Linked DNA regions of Oryctolagus cuniculus: region 2 is linked to region 1. A link is a contact called in public Micro-C data. All regions are on one chromosome and are shown on one strand. The core of a region is the stretch at or near the end of the contact, and the rest is flanking DNA. Distances in the headings are between cores, read along the strand shown. Region 1 overlaps KIAA2012 (KIAA2012 ortholog). Region 2 holds the start of FZD7 (frizzled class receptor 7).

Evidence for each region. A called contact is a pair of places that touch in the nucleus more often than the background predicts.
Region 2: a Micro-C map of ear pinna shows a contact between it and region 1, with 4 times the contacts expected there. The contact joins the promoter of FZD7 here to the enhancer-like site in region 1. A contact is called at or near these places in 3 of 6 Hi-C or Micro-C datasets (ear pinna, psoas muscle and skin fibroblasts).

Annotation. Positions count from the first base shown.
Region 1 is chr3:37,816,850-37,823,051 of mOryCun1.1, reverse strand. KIAA2012 (KIAA2012 ortholog) reads left to right here. Exons shown (of 19, transcript XM_070069872.1): 9 at 1,897-1,973. Among named protein-coding and RNA genes, the nearest start is that of KIAA2012, 39 kb to the left of the region's middle. Within about 2 kb of position 3,816, at least 3 of the 8 cell types and tissues checked have an H3K27ac peak or open chromatin away from gene starts, as enhancers often do. A contact at or near this core is called in ear pinna, where this site is marked.
Region 2 is chr3:37,925,008-37,930,958 of mOryCun1.1, reverse strand. It overlaps FZD7 (frizzled class receptor 7), which reads left to right and starts at 3,324. Exons shown (of 1, transcript XM_051848296.2): 1 at 3,324-5,951. The coding sequence starts at 4,128. The coding sequence ends at 5,852.

The DNA.
Region 1 (6,202 bases), core at 2,567-5,066:
GGAAGGGTCATCGCTGGAGCTGCCTGGTTATCTGGTGGGAACGCTATCTCCTCGCTAAAAGCCTGCCATTAGATTAATGCTAGCATGCCAAATCTGCTTGGGCCTGACGGTGGGCAGCCAGGGCAGGAATGTGTTTTCTGTTTATCTCTCTCGTGGCAGAAGTGTTCATCACGGAGGGACCATGAGCTCCTACTTTCAGGCATGCCTGGAAGTTGAGCAGTCTGTAATCTGTGACTGCGCACACCAGCTCCTGAAAGATGAAAAGGAACCGGGCCCTGTGGTCCCAGCCAGTTGCCGGGGTTGGTTGATGGGTCAGTCGGTTTCTCTGACTTGATAACAGGGGTAGATCCTGCCATATTGTTCCAAGAGGAAGTTTCACCACCCCCATTGCTTTATCGCCCAGGAATGCAGTTTGAGTTCTGTCTCCTCCTTGACAGCTTGGACCTCAGTAAATTACCAAGGTCTTGACCCAAGAGATGGAGAAGTCCTAAGTGATTTTTCAGTCTCCTATCTAAAAACGTGTTTATATTTCTTGAACTCTGGCTGACTGATTCATTCTCCTGGTGTCGCAAGAAGTTTCCTTATGCATTAGAATTTATAAGTTTCCTTTCTAAGAGACTCGTGGTTCCTTCCAAGCCACAGTGAAGTGAACCACATCGCAACACAGTTCTGCTCGGCTAGATCTGTCCGGAAGAGGGACCGTGGCCAAGCAGCTGTGATGTGGCAAGTTCAAGTGAAGCCAACAGGAGGGAATGCGGTGCGGAGGAGAGAGGATGAGACTCAGGCAGGATGTCTGGGTTCTGGGTCCTGGGCTTGCATTGAGCCAAGGGCGTGAAACCGGGCCTCGGTTTCCCCCAAGCTGAGTTAAAGAAGAAATACATTACAGCGAGGCAGAAGGCGTTTTCAAAGAAGACAGCTGAGAAACACCAGGGAAGGGAAGGTCAGCCCAAGAGGAAGGAGTGGAGGCTTCAGGTCAAAGAGACCCAGATGCGGAGCCCCAGACGGTCACAGGCTCTCACTAGAGCTACTTACAAGTACCGTCTAGGAGCAGAACAGCTTGTTGGACGCTGGTCCCATAGAAGGGACCAAAATCCTTGTCAGTAGAGCCATGAGCTTCGCTAAATCTAGTCCTCAAATCAACTTTCCTTTATAAACATTAATTTCTTGGGGAGGCGGGAGAAAGATGAAATAAATCCCATCCTTTTACACATCATGGACTCAAAACCTCCCTGGTTGTACAGCGTCGGTGAGTTGTTCAACCTTATCGGCCTCAGCTTCCACGCCCGCGGGAAATAGTGATGACACCGACCGCAGCCCGGTGCCGTGGGGAGCACACGCCTACATCATGTCCGGTCCACATGGCGCAGGTGCCCGGCCCCTGTGAATCCCTTCCCCTCCCAAGGCCCCACCTTGGCCTGGGCCTCTGTGTCATGTTTCTGCCTCTCCTGCTGCCCCTCCACATTACAAGGGGAAAGGCGAGTCTGTGATCTCTCTATCTGGAAGGTGGCAGAAGCATTTTCCTACTTCAGTGGAGAGCGAACATACAAAATTCATATTCACCAGCATCAGCAGGTTTTCCTCCATCAATATTTCCTTTTTAATTTCAGCTGTATATGAATTTTAATAGCACAAAGAATTTACTGTTTCTTTTCAAGAGCAACCAAAACAAGAAAGCTATAACCTGAGCATAAGATCGGGGTAGCCTATTTAACACGCTCCTTAGACTACACCTGGAGATGGCTCTCTCGGGGAGTCCACATGAGTGCCACCAGTGTGGACATGCTTATAACCTTATGTGCATATATACTAGCCGTGTATGTGTATGATATAGATAAACATTCATGAGACCTAGATCTGACAACCTTGATCCTTCTTCTCTCTCATTTTTCACCACAGCAAACATTGAATCCAGAACTAGTCTTCACGTGGATCTTTTTGAAACCTCACCTTTGACCCAGACGACAGAGGAGCAGGTACAGTGCTGGTTGTGAACGAGCGTGAAGCTTGCTGTGTGATCCTAGGTGAGACCCTTGCTCAGGCTTCCCTGGGCCTCGTGAGCCTAACAGTGAAGTGAGGCAAGCAGAAGACATCACAGTGGCCCCTTTGCTGTTAGACCTGGGATGTCGGAACCCAACTCCTACCTTACCGTAGTTCCCTTACCCATGCAGGATGCGTCGCAAGGCCCTCAGGGAATGCCTAAAGCCATGGATAGCACCCAGCGCTATACAGACTCTCTTCCCTTAGACATGTGTGCTTTTCACTTAAAGAAAGCACGTTAAGTCTTCTCTTTGGCATGAACAAATTGCCAGCGTCACTCCGCGTGCACTCTGGGGCCACTGTGAAGTAGCATAAGGATTACTGGAACACAAGCAGTGCGATACCTTGACAGGGCACCCGACAATGGAGGTGGCCACTGAAAGACTAACGGGCAGGTGGAGTATACAGCGCAGACCCGCCGGACAGAGGGATGATTCGCATGCTGAGTGGGGCCATACCGGGCAGCGTGAGATTTTATCAGGCCACTCAAAATGGCACACAGTTTCAAACATGTGCTTTAGTTCCAGAATCTTCCTTGGGTAACTGAAACCACAGAAAGCAAGACGCAGGTAAGAGAGGGCTACTGTATCGTCCGACTTTCCCGGACTTTTGCAGAAGTCAGAGATCAGGTCAGAAAAAGATACGGTGACACAGAAACTCAGGGAGCCCCGGCTTCCGTTCCCAAAGGGGAGAGAAAATTAGCAATCAGGAAAAGAAATCCAAGGATAATCCTGAAGAAGGGAGGAAAACGCTTCATCTGGGTGGGTTAGTGGTTCAAAGACTTGTGTTCACAAATATTTATAAGTTTGTTACTTCATTGGAAGCTTTGAGGCTGAGCCTGTCTTCAGATTCTCTTTAGAAAGCCCACTCGGGACTTCCTGGAGCCGAAACCAGGGTCTCAGAAAACCTGAGGCACAAGCGGCACACGCAGCTCCAGGGGGCTCTGGGGTCTCTCTCCTTGCTGCGTGCTAGCCTCTGGCGCCATCATCTCCCCATCATCCTCCTCTCCGATTTCCTGGCACAGCCGGGCTTTCTCCTGAGTTTGTTTTCATCTGTGTGCCTGAGCTGGGTTCTGTGGGCCCCCTCTCCCCCCGGGGACGGCTCAGGCCCCCTGTGAGGTGCTCCACACCTGAGCTCCCCTCCCCGCTGGCTGCCGAGGACACTGGCCTTGCCCATGCCTCCCACACCCCAGGTACACACAGCTCTGGGGGACCTGGCAACAGCTGGGTGAAAGAGAGGCTAAGCCATGCCAGATGAGGTCCGCGAAGCCTAGGGTCCCCAGACCCTAAACACGGCTTTTCCCTGCGAGGCTGTGGCAAGCCCACCTGCCGTGGAGGGCCTGTGCCCACCGGAACCAGCTGGGCAGTCCGAATTCCTTCAGAAAGAAGCCAGACAGAAAAGCCCTGGACGGGCAAAGAGAGGCCACCGCCGGCCCCCAACCCAGAGACAGCGGGCTGGGCGGGCAGCGACCGGCGTCTTCCTGGCCTCCCTCACGCCGTTGGCTTCTGCAGGCTAATGGCCCTTTATTAGATTAATCACTGGCCTCCATCTTAACTACTTCCTCAACCTACTCCACGTAAATGACTAATTTCATGTTTACTACAGAGCATCTGGAAAGGATTTAGAAACAAATTTCTGCCCAGCAGACTTCATTCAGTTCCCTACCTTGATGGGCCACTGGCGAAGGCGGCAGGTCGCTGCCCCCCGGGGCCGCCCCAGTCTGCTGCGGGCGAAGATACCGCCCACCGTGGACCCTCCCCACTCCTCCGCCCCAGTCTCCCTGAGCTCAGCCACAGGGGGCAAAAAAAAGCCTTCGTTTTATTTTTAATCACAGTGCCCGCTGGGGGGCGGAAATCCCAAAGGTGGAGTATTTTGGTATCAGCACCCTTTCAGAAGTCACAGGGCTGGAACTGGAAAAGGATCCCTGGCAGGGGGTTGAGCCTACAAAGCTGGGGCCGCGCAGTTGCCCAGCTCTGCAGGCCGCCTCCGGGTGCCTCCTGCTGGCGGGATCGGAAACTGCGGCTCGGTCTCCCCGCGGCGGCCGTGGGCGAGCGTGGAGCTGGCGCTCGGATCCCTAGCGCGCGGGTGGCGAGCTGCCGGCCGGAGCTCCCCTGGCAGCCCCTCCACGCCTGGGCCGGGGATCCGGGCCGCGGCCAAGGGAAATCCGTCGAGCGAAGTGCGAGCAACAACTGAATCAGCAACTTCCCCGGAGTTTGGAAGAGGGGCTGCAGTCGGAGGGGCGAGGGGTGGGGAGGGGAGGCGGGGGAAGAAAGCTACAAGGGAAATGTGGAGATGAAAAGAGCAATGAAAAAAGCCAAAGGAGCCAAGCAGACATGTTTCAACTCCAAGCTCCCATTTCCTCTTTCAAATGCGCTGCCTCCCCACTGTGACCAGAATCAAGTATTTATGAAGGCATTTTTTGCATATTAATAGCTGCACGTGGAGCCCCGGCTGCTCGCGAGTCCTGGAGGTACCGTGCCCTTTCTTGAATGCAGGTCTTTCAGACTCCTCGCAGCATTCGGTGTTGTGCGGATCCGTTTCCCTTTCAGCCTTGCGGCTCCTCCTCTGGCCCTTCGTTTGATTAAGGGATGGCTTCAGAGCGGAGTCTTGCTCCCACTTGGGTCACCGACAGGAATGGCTCCACAAGCTTTCCCTCTCCGTGTGTGGAGGCCGCAGGGGAGAGAAAGTGACCGTGCCCGGCAGCGAGAGTACTGAAGGGGTAAACGAAAATTCCAGAAGGAAGCATTAGACAGCGCTGCCATGCCGGGAGAAAGAAAACCAAAACAAAAAGTGACTGCACTGCCTTCAACATTACTACGTGTGTGCAGTAAAGGTTGCATTCCATTTTAAAATGCAAACATGGAGAACCAGTTAGAAAAATAAGCAAACGACATGAGCAATTCAAATCAAAAAATAATATGGGAAAACAAATATGGCAAAATGGCTCATCCTGCGTAGCAATTTAAATGCCTATTGAGACAAACTAGAGATACTATTTTTATACTTGAGATTCATGCCTCCTCCCATGGTTTTTAATGGTAACACCCAGTGCTGCCAAGGTTTGGGTAAAACTAGGACACTTTCACTTCTGGCAGATGGTAATTTGGTGCAACCCATTTGTTTTTCTTTTTTTTTTTTTTCTAAGATTTGTTTTCTTTATGTGAAAGAGACTTACAGAGAGATGTAGAGACAGAGGGTCTTCCATCTACTGGTTCCCTCCCCAAATGGCTGCCATGGCTGGAGCTGGGTCAATCCAAAGCCAGGAGCTTTTTCTGGGTCTCTGACGTGGGTGCAGGAGCCCAAGGACTTGAGCCATCTCCCGCTGCTTTCCTCTGCTTTCCCAGGCACATAAGTAGGGAGCTGGATGGAGCAACCAGGACTCGAACCGGGGTCCATATGTGATGCCAGCGCTGCAGGCTGGGGCTTTAACCCACTGCACCACATTTGTTGAGCAAAATGCTGATATGACTCGTGAGTTGTATTGAAATGCGAAGATGTACCCACACACATTGATTCCACATTTCTGACTTCTGGGAACTTACCCTAAGGAAATAATGGAGCAGAGGAAAGTGAGTGAGGATGTCCATTGCAGCATTATCTATAGCAGCGGAAATTAGAAACAGCCTAGGAGTCTGAGCTCAGGGAAACGATGACCTCAGTGCCAACAGAGCCCTCTCAACGAGGGGGTTTGATTCAACCCTTAAAAAGGGTGAGTGTTCAAACTAGAAACTCATTTTTTATTTAAAGATGTATTTATTTGAAAAGCAGAGTTACAGAGAGGCAGAGAGAGAGAGGTCAGGCCTCCATTGCCAAGCTGGCTCACTCCCCAGATGGCCGCAACAGCCAGAGCTGGGCTGAAGCCAGAAGCCTGGAGCTTCCTCCAGGTCTCCCACACAGGTTGCAGGGGCTCAAGGACTTGGGCCATCTTCCACTGCTTTCCCAGGCCACAGCAGAGAGCTGGATCAGAAATAGAGCAGCCGGGACTAGAACCGGCGCCCATATGGGATGCCAAGCGCTGCAGGCCACTCCACCCACTACACCACAGCGCCGACCCTACTAGAAACTCATTTTATTTTTTTTTTTACTTTTATTTTTTCCCAAAGAAACCTTTTATTTAATGAGTACAAATTTCATAAGTACAACTTTAGGAGTACAGTGATTCTTC
Region 2 (5,951 bases), core at 2,075-4,574, 110 kb before region 1:
AGGTAACTGTAGCCCCGACCAACATGACCATGGTCTTGTGAGAGACTAAGCCAGGGGACCCAGCTAAGTACACATTCCAGACAGACAGAAACTATGGGATAGTATTTATCTATTATTTTTGAGATACGAGATTTCCAGTTGTTATGCAACAATGGATCCTTAGCAAACTCTCAATCAGAAGGGAAACGTTGACAGATTCAGTCACTGGAATCTGCCACATAAATCATCTCCATAGGATGAGGCCTATACACCTCACACGATGATAGCAGAGCTCTCCCTGTCTTCAGTCTGGACGCCTCTGACTGTCATAACACGGCAAGGTGTTTTAGGGATGAGAACGTGCCCATTTGGAGGAATGGTCAACACCCCCAAACAACTGCGAGCACCAGTCAATGGCAACCTGGCCAACTGGAAATTCCAAGTCCTCAGGGTCAAGGGTTTGGTAAGAGAGGCTGGGAAGGGAAGCGCCTGCTAAAAGCTGTCCTTTCTGGTCTTCCATGAGTCATCCTTCCAGGTAGAGTTTCATTGTCATGGCAGGATTGTGGCAGCAGGAAAGTGGCCATTTTCAAATCCAACCTGCCATCAGAATGTATCTCAACTAGATAAACCTGGGACTTGGCCAAAATAAGTAGCATTTGAAAAACCGGAGCCAATGAATACCAGCACTTTCCTATGGGTTCATACGAAGAGATTTGAAGAAATAAAGGCCTTTGTTATTTGAAAGGGCAGGGAGGACTGGAAGTTTTGCAGCAGTTTCCAAAGAAGACACCAATGAGCAGCTTTGGGAGTTGGGTGTGGAAGGTGTTGCCGGGACAAGAAAATGGATCCTGGACAGAATGTAAACTAATGTTACTGCATTTGTTGGAGAGTCTAAAATAGATCATTTAGCCTCCTCCACTGTGAACCCACTGTCTGTGTTCTAAAATCACAGCATTTTGCATCAGACAAACTATGGAAAGCTACAACACCCCTCATAAACAGCAAATTCTGATCTGGGGGAACAATCTTACATTGATTTTTTTTTTTAAATAGTCTTTCAAAACAAAGCAATCTCAAAAATGTTTGCCTTTGCGTCTGTGTTTTTTGCACTTGTCTGCTTGGGACAGAGCAAGAGAAAACACATCTGTGAGGTTTTCCATCTGGGATGGGTTTTCTGCATCTCATGCATAGGCTGTTATTTTTAAGGGTTTTCTTTTTTCTTTCTAAAGTAGTACCCCTCCTCCCCAACACCGGAGGTATCTGGGGCGATAACAGGAGGAGTCGCAGTTCACCAGCTACACTGGTTTTAGCTGCACTGGAGATGGTATTTTATCTTGTCAGTTTTCATTTTATGTGATGGCAGAGCTTGGTATTTCTCTCTCGATAAGCAAAGATGACTTAGATCAGCGGCCTGATGAATAAGCATGAAAATCTGATTCAGGAAAGGAGGCTATCCTGGAGCTCACAGACAGAAAAAAAGGAATCGAAGCTCCCACCACACACACTTTAAATGACAAAGCAGAGCCGCCCCATTGTCTTTAAACTGCGTCCTCTCCGAAACCGCAACACTCCTGGATGTTAGGGCACAAGGAAATAGTTTAGAAAGGAAAAGGAGAGCCCTTGAAAAAAATACAAGGGAGGAATACTGTTCTATTGCTCTTCATATCACCAAAGTGGGGGGAGGGATCAAAACCAGTCTGAGAGGGAAGGGGTGCCGTAGGGGCCGCAGGGAGGACACACTAGCTACCTCCGAGGGCTTCGGGTCTGGACCCACCGACAGCAGCCGCAAGCGACGCAGAGCCGTCAAGTGGAAGGCAGGGTGTCCAGCGAACCTCAGTGGCAAAACGAAGGGCGCCGATGTCCCCATGGAGGGCAACCCCACGAACTCGGTAGCGATTTCAGGATCAGTTTTTCTCCTTGCAGGAGAAGAAGCGCACTGGGGGCAGCACCCTCGGCCGGCGGCGTTCAGCTCGATCGGAACCCGCTGGGAGCGCGGGCCGAGGGGCCGGCCCGGATAACGATTTGAAAAGCAGAGGATGAAACAGAGGCTCGGCGGCGACTGGGGGGGGGGGAGGGGGGCGGGGGGGCGGCAGTATTTTGATTTTTTTTTTCTTCCTAAACATGTCACTGAAGTCACTTTCCCGCCTGGAATCCCCGCTATACTCGGCCGCCCCGAGAGAACCGGGAGGCCCTCTGGCCACTTGCGACCCCGCGAGCGCCCCGCGCCTGAGGCAGGAGGAAGGTTTACCGAGAACAAAAGAACGCTCGCCAGTCCGGAGGCGCTCCCGAGAACAAGGGGAGCCCCTCTCCGGGTCTGGAGAACGCGTTCAGGAGCAGCGGCCCTGGTTTCTGACACGCATGGCAACTTTCCTGGGCAGATTCCAAATGGAGGATCAGATCATGCTCCCGCAACGGAGACGGGTCCCACCCCCAGGCCACAGGCCCACAGAAGTAAGGGGCACAGGGCCCCGGCAGAGGCTCTGCGAGTCGTACGGAGTGTGCCGGGCACTCGGGCCGGCCCCGTTTCCTACGGCCTCGCCGCGGCCACCTCAGCGGGCGGCGGACTCCCGGGCCGGGAGGAGCGCGGGCGGGACGGCCCGGGGCCCCGCGCCTGGAGTCCCGCGCCGGACCCGCTCCTCGAGGGTCTGCACTTCCTCCCGCCTTCGCTCTCGGCCCCCACGGCTGCCGCCGATTTCTCCTCCGAGGCCACCCCTCCTCCTTTTTACAACCGGGGGAGGGGGTGCGAGGGGACCGCAGCCTTACGCGGTCTGCCCGGCTCCGGAGGGAGAAAAGCAATCCGCAAGGCGCGCCCCCTTCCCACCCCGTCCGGATCCGCACGCTTAGGATCCCGCCACCCAAAGCCCCCGCCAAAGCTCAGCGTTTCCAGCCGGGAAGCGACTGAAGCGGCTCCGGGCCCCCGCTCCCCGGCCGTGGCGCGGCGCTATTCTCGACTCTGAGGCGAATGAGCCCTTCTGCTCAGGAATGTGTGTTTAGTGCACCCGGAAGAGGAACAAATCTTTCAAGTAAATTCCCTTTCTGGTGCGTTTTTCTCCCCTGAGCCAATGCAGGGTAAAAGTTTTTCCCAACTTTTCCCTCCCAGTCCCCCGCCCCTCCCCTCAGGAATCCGCCCAGAGCGCAGCAGTCACCGCCTCCCCCCACCCCCGTTCCCTTGCCCGCCCCTTCCGACTTCCACCCAATCCAGAGGCGGCCCCAGAGAAAACAAAGGCCACCATTGGGCCGCGCCGGGGCGCGGGCACCGCCCCCTGAGTGGTTTGTGAATGGGGGGAGGGGAGGGGGCGGGTCGGCCGGAGCGCTGCGAGCCCGACGCTTCTTCTGGCCACCGGCGCGGCTCCCAGGCGTTACTCGGCGCTCCCTCCCGGCGGCTGGCGGCGGCGGGCGCCGGGACTCGGGGGCCGGGGCTGCGCGAGGCCGGAGAGGCCGGGGCCAGGCCGCGGGCACAGGGGCCTCGCCGCTTCAGACGCCGAGTGACTGTGCTTGCAGCAGAAGTCGCCGGGCTCCAGGCTCTGAGGCGCCGGTGGGACTCAGCGAGAGCCAGCCGTTTGGGGCTGAAACTTGGGGCCGAAGAAGGCGCGGGGCGTGGAGGAGGAGGCGAAGGAGGCGGTGGCGAGCCGAGCCTCGAGGCGAGGAGGCGGAGCAGCACCTCCGAGGCGGCGGCCCCGGCGAGCAGGCGGCGGCGGCGGCGCCGGCTCTGACCTGGCGGGGGCCGGACTTGGAGTGGGGGGCGTGCGCGTCCGTGTGCGCTGGGTTGGGTTGGGGGGAGGGTTCGAGAGACTTCGGCAAACTTTGAAGGGGAGCCGGAGACGCTTGTTGCTCCTCGCCGCAGAGAAAGGCGCACCGTTACGTCCCCGCAGAGAGGGCCAGGCCGTCCCCCTCCGCGCCCCCGGCCCAGACTGACGCGTTTGGGCCCCCGGCGGCCGCGCGAGCGCCGGGCGGAGGCGGCTGCGGCGCCCCCGCGGCGCGGGCACCCCAGCGGCAGCTCCCTCGGCTCCGCGCCGCCCACGGCCCGGCCCCGGCGCCGGGAGGACTCTCATGCGCCGGGCGCGGCGGCGCCTCCCGGCATCCAAGCCTCTCCCAGCCGCCTCATCGCACTCCCTGGGCTGAGAGCGTCGCTGCACTCGCGGCCGGCGATGCGGGGCCCCGGCGCGGCCGCGTCGCGTTCGCCCCTGGGCCTGTGCGCCCTGGTGCTGGCGCTGCTGGGCGCGCTGCCCGCGGGCGCCGGGGCGCAGCCCTACCACGGCGAGAAGGGCATCTCGGTGCCGGACCACGGCTTCTGCCAGCCCATCTCCATCCCGCTGTGCACGGACATCGCCTACAACCAGACCATCCTGCCCAACCTGCTGGGCCACACGAACCAGGAGGACGCGGGCCTCGAGGTGCACCAGTTCTACCCGCTGGTGAAGGTGCAGTGCTCGCCCGAGCTGCGCTTCTTCCTGTGCTCCATGTACGCGCCCGTGTGCACCGTGCTCGATCAGGCCATCCCGCCCTGCCGCTCTCTGTGCGAGCGCGCGCGCCAGGGCTGCGAGGCACTCATGAACAAGTTCGGCTTCCAGTGGCCCGAGCGGCTGCGCTGCGAGAACTTCCCGGTGCACGGCGCCGGCGAGATCTGCGTGGGCCAGAACACGTCCGACGGCTCCGGAGGCCCCGGCGGCGGCCCCACCGCCTACCCCACGGCGCCCTACCTGCCGGACCCGCCCTTCACCGCGCTGCCCCCGGGGGCTGCGGACGGCAGGGGCCGCGCCGCCTTCCCCTTCTCGTGCCCGCGCCAGCTCAAGGTGCCCCCCTACCTGGGCTACCGCTTCCTGGGCGAGCGCGACTGTGGCGCCCCTTGCGAGCCGGGCCGTGCCAACGGCCTCATGTACTTCAAGGAGGAGGAGAGGCGCTTCGCCCGCCTCTGGGTGGGCGTGTGGTCCGTGCTGTGCTGCGCCTCGACCCTCTTCACCGTGCTCACCTACCTGGTGGACATGCGGCGCTTCAGCTACCCAGAGCGGCCCATCATCTTCCTGTCGGGCTGCTACTTCATGGTGGCCGTGGCGCACGTGGCGGGCTTCCTGCTGGAGGACCGCGCCGTGTGCGTGGAGCGCTTCTCGGACGACGGCTACCGCACGGTGGCGCAGGGCACCAAGAAGGAGGGCTGCACCATCCTCTTCATGGTGCTCTACTTCTTCGGCATGGCCAGCTCCATCTGGTGGGTCATCCTGTCGCTCACCTGGTTCCTGGCGGCCGGCATGAAGTGGGGCCACGAGGCCATCGAGGCCAACTCGCAGTACTTCCACCTGGCCGCGTGGGCCGTGCCGGCCGTCAAGACCATCACCATCCTGGCCATGGGCCAGGTGGACGGGGACCTGCTCAGCGGCGTGTGCTACGTGGGCCTCTCGAGCGTGGACGCGCTGCGGGGCTTCGTGCTGGCGCCGCTCTTCGTCTACCTCTTCATCGGCACCTCCTTCCTGCTGGCCGGCTTCGTGTCGCTCTTCCGCATCCGCACCATCATGAAGCACGACGGCACCAAGACGGAGAAGCTGGAGAAGCTGATGGTGCGCATCGGCGTGTTCTCGGTGCTCTACACCGTGCCCGCCACCATCGTGCTGGCCTGCTACTTCTACGAGCAGGCCTTCCGCGAGCACTGGGAGCGCACCTGGCTCCTGCAGACGTGCAAGAGCTATGCCGTGCCCTGCCCGCCCGGCCACTTCCCGCCCATGAGCCCCGACTTCACGGTCTTCATGATCAAGTACCTGATGACCATGATCGTGGGCATCACCACGGGCTTCTGGATCTGGTCGGGCAAGACCCTGCAGTCGTGGCGCCGCTTCTACCACAGACTCAGCCACAGCAGCAAGGGGGAGACTGCGGTATGAGCCCCGGCCCCTCCCCCACACCCTGCCCGCGCCCACCCGCTGTGAGTGGTGGTGGGGGGGGGAGGCGCCGCCGGGAGAGAACTGTCGGGTGGGTAGGGG